2 separate regions of the Mus musculus genome follow, and region 1 is linked to region 2. Evidence: chromatin contacts called from public promoter capture Hi-C data. All regions are on one chromosome and are shown on one strand. Each heading gives the region's core, a stretch centred on a gene start, on an enhancer-like site or on the middle of the called end of the contact. The rest is flanking DNA. Distances are from core to core; before and after follow the strand shown. Region 1 has its middle 18 kb from the start of Gm40359. Region 2 holds the start of Copg2 (coatomer protein complex, subunit gamma 2).

Evidence for each region. Promoter capture Hi-C pulls out the DNA fragments that hold promoters and counts their contacts.
Region 1: a promoter capture Hi-C map of hippocampal neurons shows a contact between it and region 2, with 2.9 times the contacts expected there. The contact joins the enhancer-like site here to the promoter of Copg2 in region 2. A contact is called at or near these places in 4 of 39 promoter capture datasets (the 3T3-L1 cell line, 3T3-L1-derived adipocytes, hippocampal neurons and 1 more), 8 of 484 Hi-C or Micro-C datasets (the AML12 cell line, cerebral cortex, cortical neurons and 3 more), 5 of 115 datasets of contacts at active chromatin or transcription factors (embryonic stem cells, forebrain, pancreatic cancer cells and 1 more) and 3 of 9 other capture datasets (adipose tissue, liver and pancreatic islet).

What each region holds. Positions count from the first base shown.
Region 1 is chr6:31,029,931-31,036,133 of GRCm38.p6, reverse strand. No RefSeq gene overlaps it. Among named protein-coding and RNA genes, the nearest start is that of Gm40359, 18 kb to the right of the region's middle. Within about 2 kb of position 3,008, at least 54 of the 459 cell types and tissues checked have an H3K27ac peak or open chromatin away from gene starts, as enhancers often do. A contact at or near this core is called in cerebral cortex, cortical neurons, forebrain and 2 more, where this site is marked.
Region 2 is chr6:30,893,148-30,898,718 of GRCm38.p6, reverse strand. Copg2 (coatomer protein complex, subunit gamma 2) reads left to right here and starts at 1,925. Exons shown (of 24, transcript NM_017478.3): 1 at 1,925-2,058; 2 at 3,125-3,177; 3 at 3,792-3,872. The coding sequence starts at 2,022. Tsga13 (testis specific gene A13) reads left to right here. Exons shown (of 8, transcript NM_054073.2): 8 at 1,476-1,738. The coding sequence ends at 1,645. It overlaps Gm38781 (a long non-coding RNA gene), which reads right to left. Exons shown (of 4, transcript XR_003956419.1): 3 at 5,567-5,571; 4 at 4,930-5,479.

The DNA of each region.
Region 1 (6,203 bases), core at 1,759-4,258, 140 kb before region 2:
GAGCTGAGAGTTCTACATCTCCATCTGAAGACTGCTAGCAGAATACTGACTTCCAAGCAGCTAGGATGAGTGTCTTAAATCCCATGCCCACAGTGACACGCCTACTCCAACAGGGCCACACCTTCTAATCCTGCCATTCCCCTGGGCCGTGCATATATAAACCAACACAGTGGCCTTATAAGAATAGACAACAAAGGATTTTTTTGTCTCCCTCCTGTCCCACCTTGATCCCTTCCCTTCTCTAATGTGTAGGATCTTAGCAGTCAAAATATCCAAGACCCAGGTTGCAGCCCAGTGGTAGATCCCTGGCTTCACGTGCTCAAGGCCCTGGGTTCAGTCCCCAGCACTGAACAGACAAACGTCAGCAGTGTGTGGTCTGAAGAACAGAGAAGGAAAATGTGAGAAGAACCTCAGAGGCACACAACTCCTCCACTCACGCCGGTGCCCTCAGGAGAGTGAGAGGAAAGGAGTGAGGACGAAAACCTTCAGAGGTGTTATGCAAAGAATTAATCTGCACACTAGTAAATGGCATGAATTCCAAGCAAGCTGATATCAAATGCCAGAGGCTGGGGTGTGGACAGCAAGGTAGCAAAGAAGGCTCCCCCCAGTATCTGTCCCCTTGAAAAACTCCCCTTGGATAACTCTGCTCAGGACACCTTGGCACACTTTAAGGAGGGATGAGGTGAGAGGGCCCGCATGGAGCACAGACACTTTTGAGGGGAGGATGGGCAGCTTCACATCCCCACCCCTCCCCCTCAGCGTGAGGGGGGAAGAGGTGGATGAGCACCCAGCCTGGCTAAGAACAAGGCCCAGCCAAGAACCCTGGAGGGAGAAGCGAACTCCATAAAACTTAACTAGCAAAAAGGAGATAAATCTAAATGTAACTATGAGATAGAAAGCACTAAGGTTATAAAGTTATAAGAGAAGCGGAACACTTCATTAGTGAGTGCCCCGTGGCCAGCAATGTTACCCTGGGGTTACAGACGCAAGGAAACAAACTCAGTATGTCAGAGCCATGCTTACATTCCTATGATCACGGCTGCTCCAAGCAGTCCAGTGCAGACTGAGCCTGGTCCCTGGCGGCTGAGTGACAGGGAGGCGTACAGTGGATTGCTGTGCAGCCCAAAGCGAAAGGGATCCTGTCATTTGTCACAAGCTTGACCTGGAGGACATGATGCCAAGGGAAATAACCTAGACACAGTATAAACCCCGCAGTGTGCTCATTGATATGCAGAATCTACACGAGATGAAATCAGAGAAGCGGAGTATAGGATGGGGGTTGCTAGGAGCTGCGGAGTTGCTGGGGACATGGGAGCTGTTGGTTAAAAGATAGGAAGAAAGTTCTGGAGAGCCAGCCAACAGCATGACTACTATAGTCAATACTCTACTGTACATCAGAAATTTGCTGATAGCAGATCTTAAATATTCTCACCACACCTGCACAGATGTTTACTGTGATGGTAGATGATATGCTGCTAACTTGCTGAGGTGGTCATGCTGTCTGGCCACAGCCAAATTAAATTAGAAGTCAATGGTAAGAGAAGTGGAGAAACCCCATACATTAGGAGAACTTGAATTATTAACTCATAGAGGAAACCAAGTAAAGGTGTATATTACAGAAACCCCCATTTGTGGAATTATATAACTCTAACTATAAAATTTAAAAATTAAGCCATGGAACCTGGCATGGTGGAGCATACCTTTATAATCCCAGCACTCGGGAGGCGGAGGCAGGTGGAGTTCTGAGTTTGAGGCCAGCTTGGTCTACAAAATGAGTTCCTGGACAGCCAGGGCTATACAGAGAAACCCTGTCTCAAAAAAAAAAAAAAAAAAAAAATTAAGCCATGGAAGACAGACTATAGATTGTGTAAAAATGTATGCTTGATAGATAGATAGATCTGAACTAATTAAAGATTTCAATCAGAACTGAATTTACAGAGTGTATGCAAATTAGTAAAAGATAATCCAAATTAAAATACTCAAGCTATTTGGGAAACACTTGATAACGAGGATGGGGCGGTCAGTAAATACCTGAGAAGGCACTCGGTCTCATTATTCATCAGGGAGTTATGAGAAAAAACCACAGACAGGATACCACTTCACACCCCTTCGGATGCTGTTAAAAATAAAATAACCAGTTCACTCATTAACCACTGAGTCAGGGTTGAAACTGAGACCACTTTGGAAAATGTTTCAATAATTACCTTCTATAGGATGGAGGAATTCCACAGCACATCCCCAAGAGAAATGGAAGTCCATCTTCCGAAAATTACTTAGGCACATATTTATATATATTTATTCATAATAAACAAAGTCTAGAAATAACGAAATGTTCATCAGGCAAATAAGGAAACAGTGATATACTACTCCCCAGGGAGGTGGACCGGATTGGAAAGTTAAAGCAGGTTCTTGTTGTGCACAGCACAAATTAGTTATATATGGGGACAGTAGTTAAGTTTTTGTTTTTTTTTCTTTTGGTTTTATTATTATTTTTTTTAATCTTCAGTAGTCTTTGATGCAGCTTATATGAAGATAATTGTTGTTCTGTTAACTGAATACCACTCTGTAATTGAAAAAAGAAAGGAAGGAAGGGGGAGAGAGAGAGAGAGAGAGAGAGAGAGAGAGAGAGAGAGAGAGAGAGAGACACGGATTGCTGGTGTATACCACAGCATAGATAAGTCTTCAAAGGACATATTAGTCAGTTATCCAGAAAGGTGGGAAGAGACGTTGTATACATACGAATAGTTATAGATAACAGATAGGTAACTGACAGGAGTTGGAGAAAAGATGGGTGGGTGAGTCGATGTGATGTAGCTGATGTGGGTACAGACATAAAGAGAAAGCCAGAATTGGCTCATATAATGGCGACCGAGATGATATGTTGCCATATCCTCTGGTGGCCACAAGATGGCGACGTAGAGCTGCTGGCTCTAACTCAGCCTGAATCCAAAGGCTTGGAAAGCTGGGTGGGGGTGGGTAGCGTTGGCGCTGTAAGCCCTGGAGATGGCAGACCCAGGGAAAGGAAGCAGAGGCTGGCCTAGCTGAGAAAAAGAGGCAGCCTACCTCTGCACTTTTGTCCTATGTAAGCCTCAGGCCTGGATGACATCCACTACAACGGTGAGGACAGATCCCACCTACAGATCAAACTCAGTCGACCAATTTGATACTAATCTCTTGTAGGAATATCCTCATAGGCCCAGAGATCTTGTTTATGCTTTGGCCTGCCTTAACATAGTCAACCTGGCCTGTGAAATTACTGCCGTGTACAAGATAAATCAAGAAATCGGTCACAAACAGGGCTCACCCTGTGTAAGTCCTTTCCTACGAAGTTCACATGTAGGTAAGCTAATCTCTGGTGATGAAAATCAGAACAACTTCCGTGTGTGGGGAGAATTTACTAGAAAGTAGCACAAAGAAATTTTGGAAGATGATGAAAATATGTTCTATGTTGATTTGAGAGCTGTTTCATAGGTTGACACATTTGTCAAAAGTTATCAGTGTGTGTGTATATATATATATATATATATATATATACATGTCTGCATACTTCTTTGCATAAGCTCATTAAATCGGAATTTTAGGGCAGAGCAGATGGCTCTGTGTGTGAAAAGGACTTTGGTGCACAAATGTGAGGACCCGAGCTTAGATTGAGAAAGTCCATGAAACACTGGTACCATAGCACATCTACCGCAGGTGTGCCTCCTTTAAGATGGGAAGTGGAGACAGGAGAATCCTGGGATGCTCCAGCCAGCTAGCCTGGTGGATGAAAGCTGAGAACAGCTGATACTGTCCTGACCTCTACCCGCCCAGTGTGACACAGACATCTCTCTCTCTCTCTCTCTCTTTCTCTCTCTCTTTCTCTCTCTCTCTGCCTGCCTGTCTGTCTCCCCCACCCCCACCCCACACACACATTTAGAAAAAGTGTTTTTAAAGTAATTTTTGGAATTGAATCTTAAATTCGATCACAAATATTATTACATTAATTCTTATTTCTATAATTCTTCTGCATGGTTATCAGTGAAGCCACATGTAACCAGGGGTATATGTACCCAGGTCTTCTAAAGCTTGAGTGTAATTTTAAAGGCTTATTGTGATCAATAGGACCTAATTCACAAATGTAAATTAGGTGAGAATATGATTTAAAATTATAAACATTATCATAATATTTTTGAAGAAGCTGACAAATATCACCAGCATTGCCCTTAAAAAAATTCTGGCTTAAGCCCTGTTTTTCCTGTGTTTTGGCCACATGACATTTGATCACTGGTTCATATAACAGCAACTTTATAGTGTTTTCTCCAGAAAGATAACTCACTCTTCTGGTATAGCTAGTACAATTTTCGTTGTTTTTGAGCCAAGAGTCTCACTGTGTGTAGCCCTGGCTGGCCTGGAACTCACTACAAAGACTAAGCTCGTGATTCCCCTGCCTCCGACTTCTGGATGCTCAGATCATAGGTGCACACCACCTCACCCAGCTGGAAAAAACTGTTTTATGATTCCTTGTTGGACTGCATAAGAGGAACAACTTTGCCCACAGGAACCGTTGTGAGCGTGCTATGGGCCCTGTAGAAATTCTTTCATGGGATTCCTATACAAGTGCACAGTAGTATTTACAATTGCGTGTGCTACATTATGGAGTCTGATAAAGGAGCCCTTTTATTTTGGTTAGATATGTCGCATCCTGAGCTTCCCATTGTCTTTGTCTAACAAGGTATGTCAGAGTTCCCTGTGGACCGGCATTTGCTGTTGGCATCTCTACCAACATCATTATGGTGCTGGGCACACACTCTTACCATAACATGACCACCAGTCCACACCTCTATGCCAGCGTGTGGGGTTGAGGTATGAATGGTGCCAGGATTATTGAAAGCTGTTCCTGCACCGGGCCCCCTTGCGGTAACAGTTCCACAGAAGTGATGGTAAGCAGATTCCTCCTGTTAACCCCAAACTACAAGAATCCCAAGCTCTGCCCCTCCGGCTCCCCCCCCCAACCAAACCCAAGTCATGCCCAACGCCACCTAACAGAACCCAGCCTCAGAAAGCTTATGACCAAGAGACATCTGATAAAGAGGTTCCGATAAATGTCACACTACTCCAAACTTTACAGCACTGTGACATTTTTTAAGACACATTTCTAGGTCTCTTCAAGGAGCCTGGGAAAGAGCTTGTGCATGTGGGTGGTCCTGAAGATGCCTTTCATTAAATGGGTTTCTGTCTCTAATCCTGTGCCACTTGTAGAGCAGACATGCCTCTCGTTCCAGTCATGCAGAAGCTGCAGCCTGCTCCTTTTTCTTAAAAACAAAACAAAAAACCCCAGAAATGTGTGTGTGTGTGTGTGTGTGTGTGCGTGTGTGTGAGAGAAGATACCTAGTTCTTTTAAAATTAAGAATGAGCAAGTCTTCTAACACATTCCAAACCTCAAATTTACCCCACAATTAATAATCCTGAGGATGCCAAAGAAAGAAAATCCCCATGCAGAAAGTGAAACAAGTTGTTCTGCAGAGACCCCTGCGGGAGACGGTGAGCTTACTTGAGACCAAAAGATTAGTGAGGAGAACAGAGTGTACGTACATGGAATTAGTCTGGGTACCACTGGGTACCATGACCAGATAAAGAAAATGTGCTGTGTAGACACAGTGGAGTTGCAAATCTTTACAACATTTTTGAGCATGTATATATGTGTGTGTCTGTGTGGGTTTGTGTATATGAGCGCAGGGTCTGCAGAAAGGGTGCCGGTCCCCTGGAGCTGGACTGACAGACAACTGTGAGCTACCTACCTGATGCGCAGTATGGGCTCCTAACCTTCGAGCCCCCTCTCCAGCTGTATGCATGCTTCAGTTAAAAATACCTTATTGCTAAAACTGCTAACCACCATCTAAGTTTTAATCATAATCTTTTGAGGGGTACTGATGTCTACTGACCAAACAGGGCACGGGGCACCAAAGGCTGGGGTAGTTGGGGCAATTTCATAAGTCAGCAGTGATAGTTGATGCATCAGTTGACTCTTCCTTTCACAAGAGATTTATCTGTAGCATGAGAGGCAGCTGAGTACCACTGTACTCACAGCAGAACATCTTCCAGATTCAAAATCAAGCTTCTCAAACTGCTGTTGCCATAGCAACTAATGTCACATTAACGTCACACTCCTAACCCAGCGCTGTGCCCAGCATCTCCTGGAGTAGACTCCATCTCTGCGGAAGCAC
Region 2 (5,571 bases), core at 676-3,175:
AAGATTGTAGAAGAGGAAACATCTATTTCTTTCATGAGAAATTTCACATGATGAATATTGGTCGGACTTTATATAAGTCAAATGAGGTAGCTAGAATCATTAGTATAGTATTTACATTTTAAAATTAGGTTTACTCATTTTATTTTATGTATGAGTGGTTTGCTTGTGTGTATATCCGCTTACCACTTACGGCGCCCACAGAGATCAGAGGAGAGGGCATCGGATCACCTGGAACTAGAGTTACTGATGGTTTGTCAGCCACCACGTGAGTGCTGGGAATTGAACTCAGGTCCTCTGCAAGAGCAATAAATTCTCTTAATTACTGGGCCATCTCTCCAGTCCCTAGCATAGTATTTTTAATCGGGATGGAGTAACATTTTAAGTGGCACCATTACTAAGGTTTGGGCACATTATTCAGCGGAATCTATATATGATGGGAATTTTTTCTTTTTCTTTTTGTTTTTTCAAGACAAGGTTTCTCTGTATAGCCCTGGCTGTTCTGGAATTTGCTGTGTAGACCAGGCTGGTCTTGAACTCAGAGATCTGCCTTCTGGGATTAAAAGCGTGTGTGCTATCATGCCCAGTTTGAAATTTTTCTTAAGGGTATGTAGCATAATCTAGGTAGGACCTTTTCTAAGCCCTGTCAGGATGAGATAGATCTTCATGTATAAAGTAATATGTCAGCCTTCAGCTCTAGTGTCATTTATGGCGACTACATATGCCCTCTCCAAATATGAGTGCTTTACTTTTGTACCTAAAATGAACAGACAGTTATGGTGCATTTCCTCAACAATAACAAAGCTGCCAGGGTGTTTTACTAGTGGTGCCATTTCTAAGCTAACATCTCTGTCCCCCAAATGATGCCCTATCATTTGTGTGTGTGTGTGTGTGTGTGTGTGTGTGTGTGAGAGAGAGAGAGAGAGAGAGAGAGAGAGAGGGAGAGAGAGAGAGAGAGAGAGAGAGAGAGATCTGAGTAGAAGTTGTCAAGTTTGGTTAGAAGGTTGCCCAAGAGGCAAACCACGCCCTCAACGGAGGAAGGACTGTCATTAAGATCTTAAAGTAGTCAACGCCCTAAGAACAGGTGAAGCTGGAAAGACCTTCTAGAAATGTGATGTCTTCGATGCCCAAGGCATTAAAAGCGTGTTTTTCATACTCTGAGACGAGGACAAAAAAAAAAAAAAAAAAAGAGAAAACATTTGGAAAAGCACTGAGACACATGAGTATCCCTTAAATTACTTGAGTGTTATGCAGATTGAATCATTTGAAAATGGTGAAAGCCAAGAAAACTACACTGGTTTGGGTGAAGAAGGAATCATAAGAAGTTGGGAATGGCAGTCCCCAAATCTACCCTCTTGGAAAGTTAAATTAAGACCAGCTTTTCGGTCTCCTCAAATGGATCACATCACGCCTTCCTTTTAGTACGCTTCTAGTGCTCTCAGAGTCGCACATTCAACGTGTCCTATGCTTTGTCGTAGTTTCCATGAAGTCAGAGAGTGAAACACCAACTTCGCAAGTATTTTGGGAACCCCTGACATTTTCAAAGCTCCTAGAAGAGAAGCCTACAAGAAGTGTGCCAGGGGAGAGCTTCTTTCGCCATGGAAGGGCCCAGCAGTGGATTGTCAAAGATGCGGCTGTCATTTGGTGAAGACAAAGACTTAAAGCCCCACTCCTCACTCTCCAAGAACTGAGGGGGCCTGGAGAAGTCACTAACCAAATAAAGTTCCCTGTTTGTTGTCTCAGACCTGGCTTGCAGAGTTTGTGAAGCGGGGCGTGGTGAGCCTCCGGGCAGATTCTGGCCACGCCCCCGTGCGGCAGTGGGCGGAGCAGGGGGCGTGCCTGCGTCCCTAGGGGGCAAGGGCGGCCGCGGAGGCCCGAGGGGGGCGGGCCTTGGCCCCGAGTGACGGCCCGCCGGCCCAACCGGTGCGAGAACCCAGGGCCTGCCTTCCTGCAGCGTCTTCCGCTCGCCGGCTGCGGCGCCTGGGACGGTTGCGGTGGGTCTGGGCGCTGGGAAGCCGTCCAAGATGATTAAAAAATTCGACAAGAAGGACGAGGAGTCTGGTACGCGCGGCGCTCCGGACGCCCACTCTCAGGCGCAAGGGTTTCCCCCCTTCCCTCGCCCGCAGCCACCTGCTCTGGGGGGCGGCCGCAGCGGCGGGGTCTGCCCGAAGCCCCTCCCCCGGCGCCGGGGCCTCCCCTCGGGCCGCGCGCTCCTGGCCGGGAGTCGCCTCGAGCGCTCGGCGGCTCCGCCCCGGCGCGTCCCCGCCCCCCGCGCCCGCCCCCCGATCGAGCCCCTCCGAGCCGGCCCTCCGTGGGGCCCTGTCGGGGGGCGAGGAGGTGCGCGCGCAAGTCTCGGTACCCTGGGGTTGCTGGTGGGGTTAGGCCCCAGGGCGAGCACCCCCTGTTTTGGGAGCTGGGGTCGACCGGGCCAGGGTTGCGTGTTTATGGACTCTGAAGGGCCTTGATTCTCCTGTTCCCAGGGGTTAAGACTGCCCGGTGGGACACAGCTCATTGAATGCTCAGGCATCCAGAAGTGACTTGCGTGTTGATACCTGTCTGTGGTGCAGTGCAAGTGGGGAAGATGCCAAGCCTCTTCAAAAAAAAAAAAAAAAATCTTCAGCTCTTCAGTGGTAGCTGCTCTCACAAGTGTGGTGGAAGGTTGGGTTAGTGGACCTTCATGGCCTCATCCTGCATGGCCTTTACATCTGTGACTCTCTGCGAAACTGTTCCTTTCTGCTTCAGTAAATGTGTGAAACACATAAAATAGGGCTTGCTTTTAGGGAAATCCATAGTGTCCTGTCATCTCATTACTCTTGGTGGTGGTGGAAACCGACACATTTGTTAACATCCATGGGATGGGGGAGGGGGAAGCAGGGAATGAAGGCACTCATTTTGGATAGGGTTCCTATATCAGGAGAAGTCCAAGATATCTCAGTATGGCAATGACAGAATTTGAACCAGAATCAAAATTACTTCATCCAACTTCTTTGCATATTAGTAATAGTTGTCCTTGTGACTTCCAAGGGATCATTCTGTTTAGGTGAGATTTCCAAGCATGCAATATCCTCCTTTAGAAAAGTCTTTGTAGTCCAGCTATTGAAGACCTTCTCTTTTTCTTATACTATAGGTAGTGGTTCCAATCCTTTCCAGCATTTGGAGAAGAGTGCTGTCTTGCAGGAGGTATGGCTTGGATGTGTACAGTGCCTTATCAATTCTGTTTGAGAATAATGGGCAAAGAACCTAGGAAGTACAAAAGTCAGGACAGCCAAAAAAACAGTGAAGGACCGTAGACCCACCTGACAGTCTGAATATCGGTCTTCCCCCACATTTGATCAAAACTAGAAATCCCTTTTTTATTTCTATATTAAAAGTGACAACGGAGTGTAGCAGTGCAGAGATTGTGGAGTAGAGGACAAGGGAGAGGCTGGGACTATAGAAACGTACAGACATATAGACTCTGTCGTGTGCTGGGGGATTTTAATGACATGTCAGGAGTGGTAAGTGCAAGGTTATTAGAAGAGCTTACAGATATTAAACTCGAGGCATTCATATGTAGACAGAGACTCTGGTCAAGTCTTTAAAGTTGAAGTTGTCAACCTAAAGGAATAAAATATAGCCAGGAAAGCAGATAATGTCTGGTAATTTATTGTACGTCATACTACCTTGAGAGCATAGACAACCTGCATTACTTGGATATTGTACTAACATATTGTTAATGCTACTAAAGATGATTTGATATCCTCTGTGATAGAACATACACAATATACAGCATACTGTTTTGCATATTTCTGTAGGCACGCATATTCAACGAAACGCCCATCAATCCAAGAAGATGCTTGCATATCTTGACAAAGATTCTTTACTTACTCAACCAGGTAAACTATTCTGATTTCCTTCGATTTGTGTATTAAGATAGAAATATATAACCTACAGTGAAGAACTTACTGAAAAGCAGAATTGTTTAAAAAAGAAAATCATGTAATTTGAAAATCCACAGTGTGTGATTAGAACAATAATGTGTGAAAGTTCTTTAATACAAGGACTGAGCCTATATTCCTTGTTTAAATTCATGAGGTATTAGACCAACTAAACATGTACATTTCAATAGATATGTTGATTTGAATTCAACAAATACTACTTAGAACATACTTGTTACATGTATTTATTTTTAGTATTTTTTAAAAAGATTTATTTATTTATTTTATGTGTATGCATGTTTTACCTGCATGTATGTATGTGCACACCATGTGTGTGCTCTTGGTTCACAGAGGTCAGAAGAGGGCATCAGGTCACCTGAGACTAGAGTTACTTGGAACCACTCTGTGGGTTCTGGGAATCAAACCTGGGTCCTCTGTAGAGTAACAAGTGTTTGTAACTGCTGTGCCAACAGCAGCTTGCATGTATTTTGAGATCCTTTGAAAATACAATGTAAAGTTAGAATATATTTCAAGATTTTTTTTTGCTTATTTATTTGGCATGATAGTGAAATGTTGAAATTTTTGTCTTAATGTTCAGGTTTTATATTAGTATCAGTTATTACACTAATACTGTCAATATGATTCTAGACAAGTAATTTAACCATTATGTGCCTCATGATGTAAATGAGGTTATAATACCAATGTTTTAAGCTTTATAGTTAAGTGAAATACTAGCTATAAACAGTTATCATAGTGCTAGGCATATTTGTATTCAGAAATACTTTCCATTGTAACTCAGTGAGTTTTACTGCATACCTGTTGTGTCTTATGAACTGTTCTAGGTACTAGAGTTATAACAGACAAAACCAAAAACATATATTTAAAAAATTCTGTGTTCTATTATTGCTATTAATTTTCCTATTTGCTTTTGCCTCAAACTGTAAATACAATCTCAAAAACATTTAGAACCTTAGAAAATAGAATTTTATTTCATAGACAATATATGTATCTCTATAGGTATTTATATATATACCTTTATATATATTGTGTATCTGGATTATTTATATGTAATGCTAAATGTGTTATACTTTCCAACTTAAATTCTAAGAAAGCATTTAGCTTTTTTACCTTTGCTTATTAACTTTGTGTGTGCTTACATCAGTGTATGTGGCAGTCAGTTCTCTTTCTGTCATGTAGAACCTGGGAATTGAACTCAAGACTTCAGGTTTGATGACAAGTGTCAAGTGTCTTTATCCCCTGAGCGGTCCCCATCACTACCTCATCAGGAGTTTTTTTCTTTATCGTTTTATTTGATAATTAAAGTTTTGTTGTTTTACAAATAAAGTTTAATTATATTTTTAAAACCCCTAATTTAGAGTTTTAATAAAATTTTGTTGTTTGCAAATTGAAACTTGAGAAACAAAAGACATGTCTTCTTGAGCAGCAGAGCTGTGGTGGCATGTTAGTTAGTTCAGGACGTCTGAGCGGAAACCGGTTTGACTTAACTCTGCAGAGCAGCTTCTGTACTGTGTCAGAAGTGGCCAGTTCCACTGTGCTCGCAGAATCTGCAGTAGGGAAAGTTGATTTGAAGCAGTCAGAGTCAGGGTTGGCCAATACCTCTTTGTTGGAGCAACTAATGTTGAAACAATTACCTTGA